Linked DNA regions of Mus musculus: regions 1 and 2 are each linked to region 3. The links are chromatin contacts, called in public HiChIP or PLAC-seq and promoter capture Hi-C maps. All regions are on one chromosome and are shown on one strand. Each heading gives the region's core, a stretch centred on a gene start, on an enhancer-like site or on the middle of the called end of the contact. The rest is flanking DNA. Distances are from core to core; before and after follow the strand shown. Region 1 holds the start of Mmp16 (matrix metallopeptidase 16). Region 2 holds the start of Pip4p2 (phosphatidylinositol-4,5-bisphosphate 4-phosphatase 2). Region 3 holds the start of Nbn (nibrin).

The links. Promoter capture Hi-C pulls out the DNA fragments that hold promoters and counts their contacts. HiChIP or PLAC-seq counts read pairs in DNA pulled down with a chosen protein or histone mark.
Region 1: a promoter capture Hi-C map of cranial neural crest shows a contact between it and region 3. The contact joins the promoter of Mmp16 here to the promoter of Nbn in region 3. A contact is called at or near these places in 2 of 39 promoter capture datasets (cranial neural crest and hippocampal neurons) and 1 of 115 datasets of contacts at active chromatin or transcription factors (astrocytes).
Region 2: an H3K27ac HiChIP or PLAC-seq map of extraembryonic endoderm stem cells shows a contact between it and region 3, with 6 times the contacts expected there. The contact joins the promoter of Pip4p2 here to the promoter of Nbn in region 3. A contact is called at or near these places in 8 of 39 promoter capture datasets (the 3T3-L1 cell line, the C10 cell line, frontonasal cranial neural crest and 3 more) and 5 of 115 datasets of contacts at active chromatin or transcription factors (astrocytes, extraembryonic endoderm stem cells, pancreatic cancer cells and 2 more).

What each region holds. Positions count from the first base shown.
Region 1 is chr4:17,851,738-17,855,723 of GRCm38.p6, forward strand. Mmp16 (matrix metallopeptidase 16) reads left to right here and starts at 1,555. Exons shown (of 11, transcript NM_001379519.1): 1 at 1,555-1,750; 2 at 1,909-2,115. The coding sequence starts at 1,984.
Region 2 is chr4:14,862,687-14,866,446 of GRCm38.p6, forward strand. Pip4p2 (phosphatidylinositol-4,5-bisphosphate 4-phosphatase 2) reads left to right here and starts at 1,533. Exons shown (of 7, transcript NM_028264.4): 1 at 1,533-1,751. The coding sequence starts at 1,646.
Region 3 is chr4:15,955,397-15,959,310 of GRCm38.p6, forward strand. Nbn (nibrin) reads left to right here and starts at 2,571. Exons shown (of 16, transcript NM_013752.3): 1 at 2,571-2,714. The coding sequence starts at 2,678.

The DNA.
Region 1 (3,986 bases), core at 305-2,804, 1.9 Mb after region 3:
AGTCTTCAGCCCCTCCTCCACTCTCCAAATTTCATATACAAATTATTACTGTTGAATGCAATGTTTGGAAAGCTATTTTTTTCCCAACATTTTCCATCTGTTTACTAAATGTGACCTCCTGTGTTCTACTTCTTGCTTTACTGACTGACCATGAAATACATCTTGTCAGTTCTCTTTCCCATTTTGCCTAGGCAGCTGTCAGGTACCTGGAACAATGCTGGCCTTTGCTTTGGCTGCTTTTCCCTCCTGTGGGCTCCTCTCTTCCCCTCTACTGGCTGCCAAGGAGAAGCACATTTATTGGCCAGGCCCCCAGACAGATGCCTGCCCTACTCCCTTCCCCCTTTCTCTCCAGCCAGAAGTCACCTGCCAAGGGCTGGTGTTTGCTGCCTCCCCTGTCCACCTCCTCACACTGCTTCTGTTCAGCTCCATTTTTGCACCCTCTTCTGAAGTTCTCTGGTTTTGTTTGCCAGCCTGGCATACCAGCAGTCTCCAGCTAGCTCCTGCAGTTCTCTGGGCTCTGGATTCCCTTCAGACCCCCAGGCCTCTCTAATTTGCCCCCAGCATGCTGCCCATGTCAGCTGTTCACATTCATAATCCCCATTACCACCTTTGAGGTGGTGAGTGCTCCCACTTTCCTCAGCTTCTATCCATGTTCTACTGCTGTCTTCTCTCCAGTGACTCAACCTTTTTTCTCAGATGTAGTAAAGACCACATCTTTGGAACCCCTGCATTTTGATGAGTGTTTACCACTCATTTGATGAGGGTAGTTTCATTCTGGCTTTGACTGGTCTCCTACCAAAAACCTGTGCCTATTTCCTGAGCCTATAATGTTTCTGTATAATGTTTCTCCTGGGAGACAGGAGGCCACAGACTTAAGGGACCCTAACAAAGTTTTTGATGGCAGAAATTTGCCATCTCGGTCTTACAAACTTGGTGAGTCTGGATAACTGACCCAGACTACCAAGCACCACACAGGAACCTGGGTGTACTCCTGATTTCCAGCACTAGGGATCTTTTTGAACATCTTTAACTAAGATGCTGAATACCCTTCAGGACCAGGCCCAGACTGCTCCTCAGCTTCCACACGGGTCCACAGCCCAAGCCCCACCCAAGTTCTGGTTGGGGAGGGGCGCACTTGTTTTTAGATGCCTGGGCAAGGGGCAAGAGAGGTGTAGCAAGAATCGATTTTCTCTAGTGCTAGGTACCAGACATCTAGATGAGGGACAGGTAATAGGGAAAAAGAAGAGTTCGTCACGAACTAGGGCCTTTCGCAAGGGCCCGGTACCCAATCCAGTGTACCAGTATCTAAAAGGCATCCTTGAGTCTTCTCCTTTAAGAAGCGCGCCTGCGTGTGTTTCGGGTGAGTGAGTATGTGTGTGTGTGTGTGTGTGTGTGTGTGTGTGTGTGTGTGTGTGTGTGTGTGTGTGTGTATGGCCGAGCGCGTGCGCGCGCGTGTGTGGTTTGAGTGTGTGTGCGCGCGGGGCCCCCAAGATCCCCGCAGACCCCGGGAAGGAGGAGTTATGTAGATTACCGATGAACATTCTGGAGGGGAGCAGAGAGGAGGGAAGGAGCAGTGGAGGCAGTGAGCTGGGAGCGGCTGAGGCCCTTCCCGCAGAAACTGGGGGCACCGGCGGCGTAGGAGGTGGAGAAGGCGGAGGACGCACGGGCTGGAGGCGGCGGCTGCGACTCGGCGGCGCTGGGAATCGGAACCGCGGGTGAACTTGGGCGCCACGTTCCGGGCGACGGCCGGGTGAGGATGGTGAACACTTGCCGCCGCTGACCCTGCCTTTCCTCTGTTTCTCCCCGGCTGCCGAGCCTGGCGCCCATCCCCATCCCTGGACGGGTGGGTGAACCTGCAAGCTTTTACCCACCCCAGGACTGGATTTTTTTTTTTTTTCTTTTTAAAAGGAAACAGGGAGTGGACATTCGGAAAGAGGGAGAAAACGCAGGGGAGCTCGTCCATCCGTTGAGGCACAGTTCACTATGATCTTACTCGCATTCAGCTCTGGAAGAAGGTTGGATTTCGTGCATCGTTCGGGTGTGTTTTTCTTGCAAACCTTGCTTTGGATTTTATGTGCTACAGTCTGCGGAACGGAGCAGTATTTCAATGTGGAGGTAAGAGTACCATGCTTCCATCCTCTTGCTCGGCTGCTCCCTGGAACCTTTCCTTCACTTCTTGGATCCTTGAGGCTCAAAGCACATTGTTTCTCTTTCCAGTCAGCAACCAAAACCCTTGTTGAGTTTGCCAGGGTTCTAAGTGATGGATGCCTGGAGACCAACAATCCGTTATCCCCAGCTGCACAAAGCACCATGCTGCACGCTCAGAGACACATTGTAGCAGACCGGTGCTGCTTAGCCAGGAAAGAGGCAAAGCTCTATGTAGAGCAAATGTGTAGTTTTATAAGAAAGCTTGAGTTTATGCTGCATACATAGCTAGGGAAACCACATTGATGGTTGGCATCATGTGCCTGGGTATTGTTCCTGCAATATTTCTCCTTGTGGTCTGTGTCTAACAAAGGGAGGTAAAAATCAAAGAATCCAAGGAGAGTATGGGAATACTTGATATGCTTAATAACATCACTTTGTGATAAAACACTCAAGCAGACAGTGTCTTTCTATTAGACCTAACTTAATACGCTGTAACTAGATCTAACTGTACAGAGCACATGAAATCTATCTCCTCTAAGAGCCTACTCTCTCTCTCTCTTCCCAAGAGACTGGAAATAAATGTGGCCCCTTCTAATAGTTTGGAGTTGTGTTTTAAATTTGATTTCACACTGACATGACAAAGCCTAGACATCTTTGGTTGCCATTTGTTTTCCTGTGGTGCCTTTGGGAGCATATAGCAACAGCAGTGGGCAACTTAAGGAGAAGGACTTGTCAGACCTTCGTGAAAGTGCTCTTCCTGTCATCAACTGAGCTCTAAAGCTGGTCATGTGCAGTGAGTCGAGAAAAGCTGTGCACACCTGGGCTTTTTGTTGCACAGTTCCTTACACTAAAATTGCACTTAAGGTGGGGGGTGTGGGAGGGTCTGGGTAACACAAACTTCCCGTAGTTATCACAGCTTTATATATCTCAAAAAGAATTACCAGTGAATTAGCACCGATTGGTGTGGTTCTTTGCGGTTGCAAAGAACTGGCTCTTGTTCCTATTGTGTTAGGAGCTCCTGTTTACACAATAGTTGGACCTGTTGCACACGGTTTGAACATGCTTCATGGAACCAATTTATAAGCAAAGTGTTCATAATAAGTGCCAGGTGTGGAGGTAGAGTCTTCTATGGACTGTACTTTGGACTCCATATAACGGGGCAGAAGCAACGTATTTGAAAAAGTAAAAGCCAACATCACAGGAATTAAGGAAGTTTGCAGATGTTAAGTAGGGATATGTTTTAAAGAAACCACAATTTGAAAACCACACAATGGATTTTTTTTTTTTTTACATAAAAGCAGCAATGGAAAGCAGCTGAAGGTCCAGACTTTTCTGGATGACAAAGTTGAACTTTTGGAATTAGCTGTCATTATGGATTGTGTACTAACATTTAAATGAGTAGATAATTTAATTGCAATAGAGGAATGACTAGTTCATAGGCTGAAGGAATGAAACTGGCAAGCTGTTGTTAGTAATGCTATATACAGAACAGGCTGTTGCTTGGTGGTAGAGGATACTGTGATGTGGGGTGAGGCATAGTAAGTCCTGGTTAGCATCTTGCTTCCTGTGAGAATCTGAGGCTGAGTGGATAGCTGCCTGCTAGGAGAACTCTTAACTTACCATTGCAGGATTAAATGACATCAATGTTTTGATGATTATTAGGTTTGTTTTGTGAGGCTAAATCTAGGTTAGATTGTATTACTTTATATTGGAATCTCTCAGTCAGTTCAACCGGATATTGTTACCTGAAAGAGGTTGAGATACTTTTATAAAGATGATTTCTTCATTGCGTTTCAAATATCTCCTTCCATCTCTCAAGGTTTATGTGAAGAATAGTT
Region 2 (3,760 bases), core at 283-2,782, 1.1 Mb before region 3:
ATCGTGAGTTTTCAAACCCCAGTCTACTGGAGACCCATCTAAGTTCTCATAGGGGTCACACCATAATAAGATCTTTATATTGCATTGTATCTTCCTGTTATTGGCCGCCCAAAGATGCTACATGAAAGAAAACATTGTTCTTTACCTTCCCTTAGGGTTTCCAGTTGGTACTTTATAGATTCAGGAAGAAAGAGTATGTCTTCAGAGAGCAACTTGAGGATCCTAAATGTGATTTGAGTAGTTTCGAATGTCTGCTGTTTATACGGACTGAAATGTAAGGGGCAACTCCCAATCTCCGGTACAGCTATTTCACTGTGGGACTTTTCAGCCACCTTGAGCATGGAGACCACACCCTAGATACTTGGGGACACCTGGAAGGTGAGTAAATAATTCTTCCGAAGTCACTCAGAAGAACCTCAGCAGGAAAGCTATTATTCTGATTGCATTTTTATTTGGATGTGTTCTAAACTTTGGTTTGTTTCTGTTGTTTTTTTAAAAAATGTAAATCGCATTGGAATCAAATGACAAAACATCAAAAAAGGGTAACAAAAATGTAAATAGAAAATAAGACAATAAGTCTGTTGAGTATTTAAAAACATTTATTAAAAAAACTGTGTGTGTGAGTGTGTGTGTTGATGTAGGCCTGATGAAGGTATTGGATTCCTTTTACTAGAGTTACAGGTGGTTTGTGAGCCACGAAATGTGGGTGCTGAGAACTGGCTTTTGTGACCTAAGCAAGATCAGTGAGCACCTTAATCAGTGTGCTAGCTCTTCAGTACAATGACCTTTTTTTAAAAAAAGAAAAATCTTTTGTAGGAAAAAGGTTTAATTTTTACATTATACAAAAAAGCCCCATTATTCTACAAAAACTAAAATGACAGTCTATTTTGTAAAACGGAAGTTGTAAAAGTTAACACTTATGCTTAAAGTGCCAAAAATCAAATGTCAGCACTCTTATTCCTAAAAAAAAAAATCAAGGAAAAGAGGAAAGCCTAATGCGCAGGCACCAACATTTCTCAGACAACAGATTCTCAGCTATGGTTCATAACAAAGAAGAAACCTCTCCGAAGAAAATGATAACCCAAGAAATAAGTTTTCTTCACCCAGCTGCAAAGTTTACCAGACAAGTTAGACTCTCCTACTTCCTGGAGGAGCTGAACTTGATTGCTCTGGTTTTGCCCGTAATCCAGTACAGGCCTTTCAGTGCCTCTCAAAGCTGCTCTTTATCCTCGGTTCCCTTAGTTTAAAAGATTCCTCACCCTCTCTTTCCCTTTGCCCCTCCTCTTGCTTACTTGATCTCTTCCCCTCCCCCACTTCCTAATCAGTCCTCCCGTCTCCCCTTTTCTCAGACTGGCTGGCTTTCCCTCCACACTTCTTCCCTCCCTCCTCCTTCTCCTCCTCCTCCTCCTCCTCCTCCCGGGCTCTTTCTTTCCTCTCCAGTCCCCTCCCCCAGCATGCCTCCCGGCGTGCTTCCCTTCCCCCGGCCTCGCGGTCCCGCACCCTCCCCTCCCCCGCCTCCTGCCTTGTGACACATCCTGGGCCCTCCCGGAGGCCGTAGCGGCGGCGCGGCGGCATTGCTGGCCACCACCTCCTCCCTAGCCGCAGCCCAGCTCAACCCGCGGCCCGCCGCGCTGTCGCTGCAGTCATGGCTGCTGACGGGGTGGACGAACGTTCGCCTCTGCTGTCAGCATCCCATTCGGGAAATGTCACTCCCACAGCCCCGCCGTACTTGCAGGAAAGCAGCCCCAGAGGTAAGGCCGGCATAGACCTTTCTGCTTCTCGCAGAAACGTCTGGAAGGATGGAAGGATGAATGCCGGGGAGCTCTAGCGCGGAGGCGGAGGAGAGCTTCTCCCTTGGGCTGGGGGAAAAGGATGCCTTCCCAGGCTCTGCCTGCCTACCCGAAAGCCTGTCTGCAGGGCTTCGCTGCTGCTGCTTGTGGTGTGGAGTGTGTGCTTGAACACTTCCTTCCCAGCTTCAGGATCGGACATGAATTTTCCCAAGCTCCGAGCTGCTGTTTCCAAAGCAGCCCCTAAGTGCAGCTGGGCGGTGGTGCAGATCCTTCAGTCATTCACAAGTGCTTTCGGTTGCTGAAAAACACGGGGCACTGCTCACCCTGGCATCTGCCCTTGAGAGGACTTCAGCAGGAAACATCTTAGTCCCTTACACTCGGCCCCGGAGTGCAAGCAGGGAACTGCCTAACCAGAAGCAACAGAGTTTATCCCTAATATGTCCGAAATTCCTAAGCTACGGGCATTGCTGCCTGTAAGGAGTGTGTTTCATAGCTTCAGTGGTGAATGAAGAGCCTTCCGTTAGGAAGGAGGAATTTTTTAAATGCATGTCTGGGTGAGGTTGAAATTAACTTCTAAAAAGTTCCCCAAGTTTATACCGTATATATTTTTAGTTTTGTTTTTCAGTGTAGAATTAAAAAGGGATTTGGAGAAATGGTGTGGTGAAGGAGAAGTCTCTTTACCAAAGGATTCGATTTATTCAAGCACTGTCTTTGTTCAAAGTCTTTGGGAGTGTTTACTACGGTAGTCTGGAAGGCAAGCCTTACAGAGATCATTAAATATGGCACGTGCAAGCGTACCTTACTTCATCTTGCTCTTTTGGCTGGATGTGAATGAAGTTTAAAACCCAAGGAGGCCAAAGTTAATAGTGTTTTGGGAATATAAGCAGGTCACGTGTCTTGTAACACAACTTCTAAGTTCATGTCTGAAATGGGGCAGGGGGGGGCGCGGGGGGGGGCGGGAAACACTACAACAGGTTGAAGTTGTCTGGCATTTAACATTTCTTTTTAACATTTTATAACTTGAAAATCAACATTCTGGGTCTCAATCTATAAACAGAAGCAGAACAAAGGAAAACTGTGGTTAGCTGGGAGTAATTCAGAGTGATTGACAGCCTGAGAGGAAAGGGGCAAAGTCCAAGGGAACTGACACACAGAAAACGTACAAGTGACCCTTGTTGGCCAGAAGTCGGGGGATTTCCCTTACTGGCCATTTGATATTAATATTGTACTATCTAATCCTTAGTCACAGGTTCCTGAATGAGTGTTTCAGTTTTATTAATTTTTGTCTATGGAATAAAATTGATGATTTATTAAGGGACTGAGTTTGGACTGAAGTAATGGAAATACCTTTTCCTTATTTTAGTCAATCTGTGTTTAGGACAAACACACACACACACACACACATATATATATGTATATATATATATGGACCTGCATAGACTTCATTGTTCTCTATAGATTTCCTTAATTTGATCAGATTCCTCAAACTACAAAGAGAGTGGCATTTCCAATCAAGCACTGAAAAGAAGTCATTTTACTCTAAAGATCTCTTAACTTAAAGATCTTTTAACTCCTTTGGCCTAAGAGTACAATAATTTTTTTTTTGGAAACGATGGAGATATTTAAAACACTAATATATGGGATAACATCTATGAAGGAAGAAACGTAAATGAGAAGCAAAGTCATTTTTTTTAAGATTTATTTATTTATTATATGTAAGTACACTGTAGCTGTCTTCAGACACTCCAGAAGAGGGCGTCAGATCATGTTACAGATGGTTGTGAGCCACCATGTGGTTGCTGGGATTTGAACTTTGGACCTTCGGAAGAGCATTTGGGTGCTCTTACCCACTGAGCCATTTCACCAGCCCAAGCAAAGTCATTTTATTCGCATGATGACAGTATCTTTTCTTGATTACTAACAACTATTTGAGTAATACACACGTTCTAAATCTTGGACACTGTCCCATT
Region 3 (3,914 bases), core at 1,321-3,820:
AAAAACTTTATTCAGGAGTGGCAATATAAGCATAAGCAAGAGGAGGCTCCAAGGGAGGGGAGAAGAGCCCGGGGGCTCCCTGGAGGTCAGGTGGCCATCTTCTGCTCCTGGAACCAACAGTCACAGAGTCCTCTTTACCCACAAACATTCTTACTGTTAGAACCATGACTGGTCTCTCAGGATTGTTTATGTAAGCTAGAAACTTTCCACAAAGCCAAGGCTCCTGGCAATGTATTATACCCCCCTCTCTCTCTCCTTTGCTGTAACCTGCTTACCTGGAATTTTCACCAAGGAATATTGATTTAGGGCTTTCTTCTGTTCTGTAACTATAAAAGCTTCAGGAAACTATGTCCGTGTGGGAACGGGGTACTTAGAACAACCTGTGTGCATATATATGTGGAGGTGATGATCACTCATATTTGACTTAAGAATATAGTATCTTTTGTTCTTTGTGAAGTGAGAACATCTATGTCAGTTACCTGCCTCCTCAGAGTAGAACTCACCTCAAGTTTGCTTTACCTCCCAATAAGTTTAAAGCACTTAGAACATGCCGTGACCTAGAAGTAGACAGGAAATGCTCACCGTTGTCCTGCCTGTGGAGAATGGTTGCTAGGCCAGAATGACGTGACAGGAACTGACAGTGTGGTTGTAATATCATGTCTTTTTTTCATGGTCTCCCATGTTGTAATCCACTAGTAAGTTGAACAAGAAAGTAAACAAACGACCTTAGATTTTTGTTGCGTGGTTCTTTTTGTTTTTGAACAGAGTTGAAATGGAACTTCAACTGTCCTGATTGAGTGTTGTTTAGAAGTTCCTGAAGTACTGGTTAATTCTGTGTTAGCTTTATAAAAGCCAATATGCAGTACCTTGTGGACATTTTTGATTTGGATTAAATCAAGGCTCATATCTTCTGGGGTGAGGAAAGTGGTTGAAATGAGTCTTCAGTGCCTCACAGCATTGCAGTATAGGCACAATTAAGAATAAGAAGCTTAGCAACTGAGCTGGGCCTGGTGGCACACACCTTTAATCCTAGTGCTTGGGAGGCAGAGGCAGGCACATCTCTATTAGTTCAAGGTCAGCCTGGTCTACATAGAGTTCCAGGCAAACCATGGCTACATAATGAGACTCTCCCAACAAAACAAAACAACAGCAAGCTTAATTTTCAAGCTCAGCTCTCTATGTTGCATATAAAGGAAGAGGTCCCTTAGCGTAAATGGTTGATTGTCCACTAAGTGTTAGATTCTATGTGTTTCCAGATTCTAGCAAACACAGACCAAAAATACTATTTTAAAAGTATTTCTGCAGAACATGTATAGATTATTTTTCTTTAAACAATAGAACCAGACAACTGTTTAAATATCACTTACATTTTCCTATATATCACATGTAATCTAACAGTTAATTACAACTATGTGGGAAGATTTCTGTGCTGACAATCAAAACAATGATGCATTCATGCTCTGTAAGAGCTCATCTACTCTGCTTGTAGCTGTTTCAGCTCCATACTTTAGCTTCCCAGATCCTTTGATGTCTCTTGCTGTGTTTCTGTAACTCTATTGCAGTCATTCTTTTTTTTTTTTTTGGATAGGATTTCTCTGTGTAGACCAGGGTGGCCTTGAACTCAGAGACTCACCTGCCTCTGCCTTCCGAATGCTGGGATTAAAGGTGTGCATCACCACACCCAGAAGTTGAAGTCATTCTTTAATGGACACACACCCTTAATGTATGATTTATTAATATTACAACTGGATTAAAAAACCCATTTGTCAGTGCTGGAGAAATGGCTCAGTGGTGAAGAGCATTAACTGCTCTTCTAAAGGTCCTGAGTTCAATTCCCAGCAACCACATGGCGGCTCACAACCATCTGTAATGGGATTCGATGCCCTCTTCTGGTGTGGCTGAAGACAGCTACAGTGTACTCATATACATAAAATAAATACATAATTAAAAGTGGGGGGAGATGGATGGCTCAGCGGTTAAGAGCACTGACAGCTCTTCCAGAGGTCATGAGTTCAAATCCCAGCAACCACATGGTGGCTCATAACCATCTGTTATGTCCTCTTCTTAAGTGTCTGAAGACAGCTACAGTGTACTTACATATAATAAATAAATAAATCTTTAAAAAAAAACTGTTTGCCAGTGGTCAACTATTAAGGGAAATTGGGACTACTTGGCAAAAAGCTTGTGGACTTATTGTTATTCAGTAAATCCTGACATTGTATAAAGATGTAAACATGGTTCTGGTATAATACACTCAGGATACAGTGGAAAAGATTAAACATATTTTGACATGAAATCTTCATCTTGACTGATACTACACATGATGTAACTTTTGAAAATACAGAAAATAATACACTCAACAGCACTTTGATACATCTAGTTTAAAATCCACATTACTTCCGAGCTTTTTAAACATCACAGTTCATTGATTAAAGCGTCCAGTTCGGTCCATCACATTCCTGCCAGGACGCTTTCCGCGCTGCACTGCTGCATCTTCAGCACTAGGTGGCGCCCCCGTCAGCGGCGCGCTCTGGCCGGTTCCCGCCTTTCCGAAGAACTTGTCAGAGTCCTGGGAACGCGCACGTCCCGGAGCCCGCGCCGGTGCAGCCCGGTGACCGCGCAGGCTGGGCAGCTGCGGTTGGCGTCGCACGTCGCGGGGTTCTGAGACGCCGGCCCCATGTGGAAGCTGCTCCCGGCCGCCGGTGCGGCTCCAGGTAGGCGCGTTAAGGAGGCGGCGGGGAGTTCTTTCCCGGGAGCGGCCGCGGGGCGGTGGGGGCTGGGAAGCAGTAGAGCGCGCCTGCGCTTCCGGTCCGTCCTTCTCGCCTTCCGGCGGACGCCTAGGCGGCCGGGGCTGACTGGACACGGAAGCTGGGTGGTGGGAACCGGGATGGCAGCCCACCGTACTTCGGGCGTTGGGGTGTGCGTGCCCAGGTTAGACCGGCTCCAGCTAGGCTGCGAACCGAGGGGAAGAACCACGCGGAGTTGCCCAGGCGCCCAGCCAAGGCTGGGGACGCACGCAGACCGGAGCGTAGTTAGGAGAAATCACGCGACACCACGGGGCCGCTTTAAAGTTTTCAGAATTTCCCCTCGGGGAAGAGTCCTCCGCCCACACATTTTTTTACGCAGTGAAAGTTATCACGTGTTAAGTGGTTGTCTCCTTATTTAGTCACTGGTGATGGGAGATTATGCACTTGCCTGCGACTCTATCTTGTTTGCGGGGAACTTTAAGAAGATGCAGTTTACTAACAGTATAAGGGGAAGGATAAAGTCTGAAAGATTATCTATGTGGGTTGGGGCACTGCAAGGATAGAACGCAACTTAGAGGACTCTGAATAATTAGCCTTGAGCCTAGCTAAGTCTATGAGTGTCTGTAAAATAGAAATTTTCTAGAGGTGGTGGCGCAGGCATCCCAGCACTTGGGAGGTGGAGGAAGGAGGATCCGGAGTTAAAAGTTATCAACTACCTAAGTTTGAAGCCTGCGAGCTACATGAGCGCCTCTCATGTGCTTTTAGGCTGTAGTTCAGTACTCACCTGGGTAGCACTTTATTAACATGATAGCAGAATAAAATATGCTTCTAGAACCAATATCAGAGATGCATTTCGGAATCAGACGCTAAGGGATTAGTTTTCAAGTAAGGTGGTTACAGTAGAAACTCACAGAATATTTATGTATCTACCTTGAAACCGTTCAAGTTCCTCTCTGCTAAACTGAGTGTGATAGTTCCTGCCTGTAATCCCAGCTCCTGAGAAGCCGAGGCTGGTGGACGTTGAGTTTGAGGACAGCTTAGTTAGGCAGCGTAGTGAGACTTCCTCTCAAAAATGAAATAAAGCAAACAGAAATCTCATTGACAGTACTTAACTCAAACGGTTCAGAAGGATGCCAGGGATCTGCTGGACTCTTCCTGTTTGTCTAA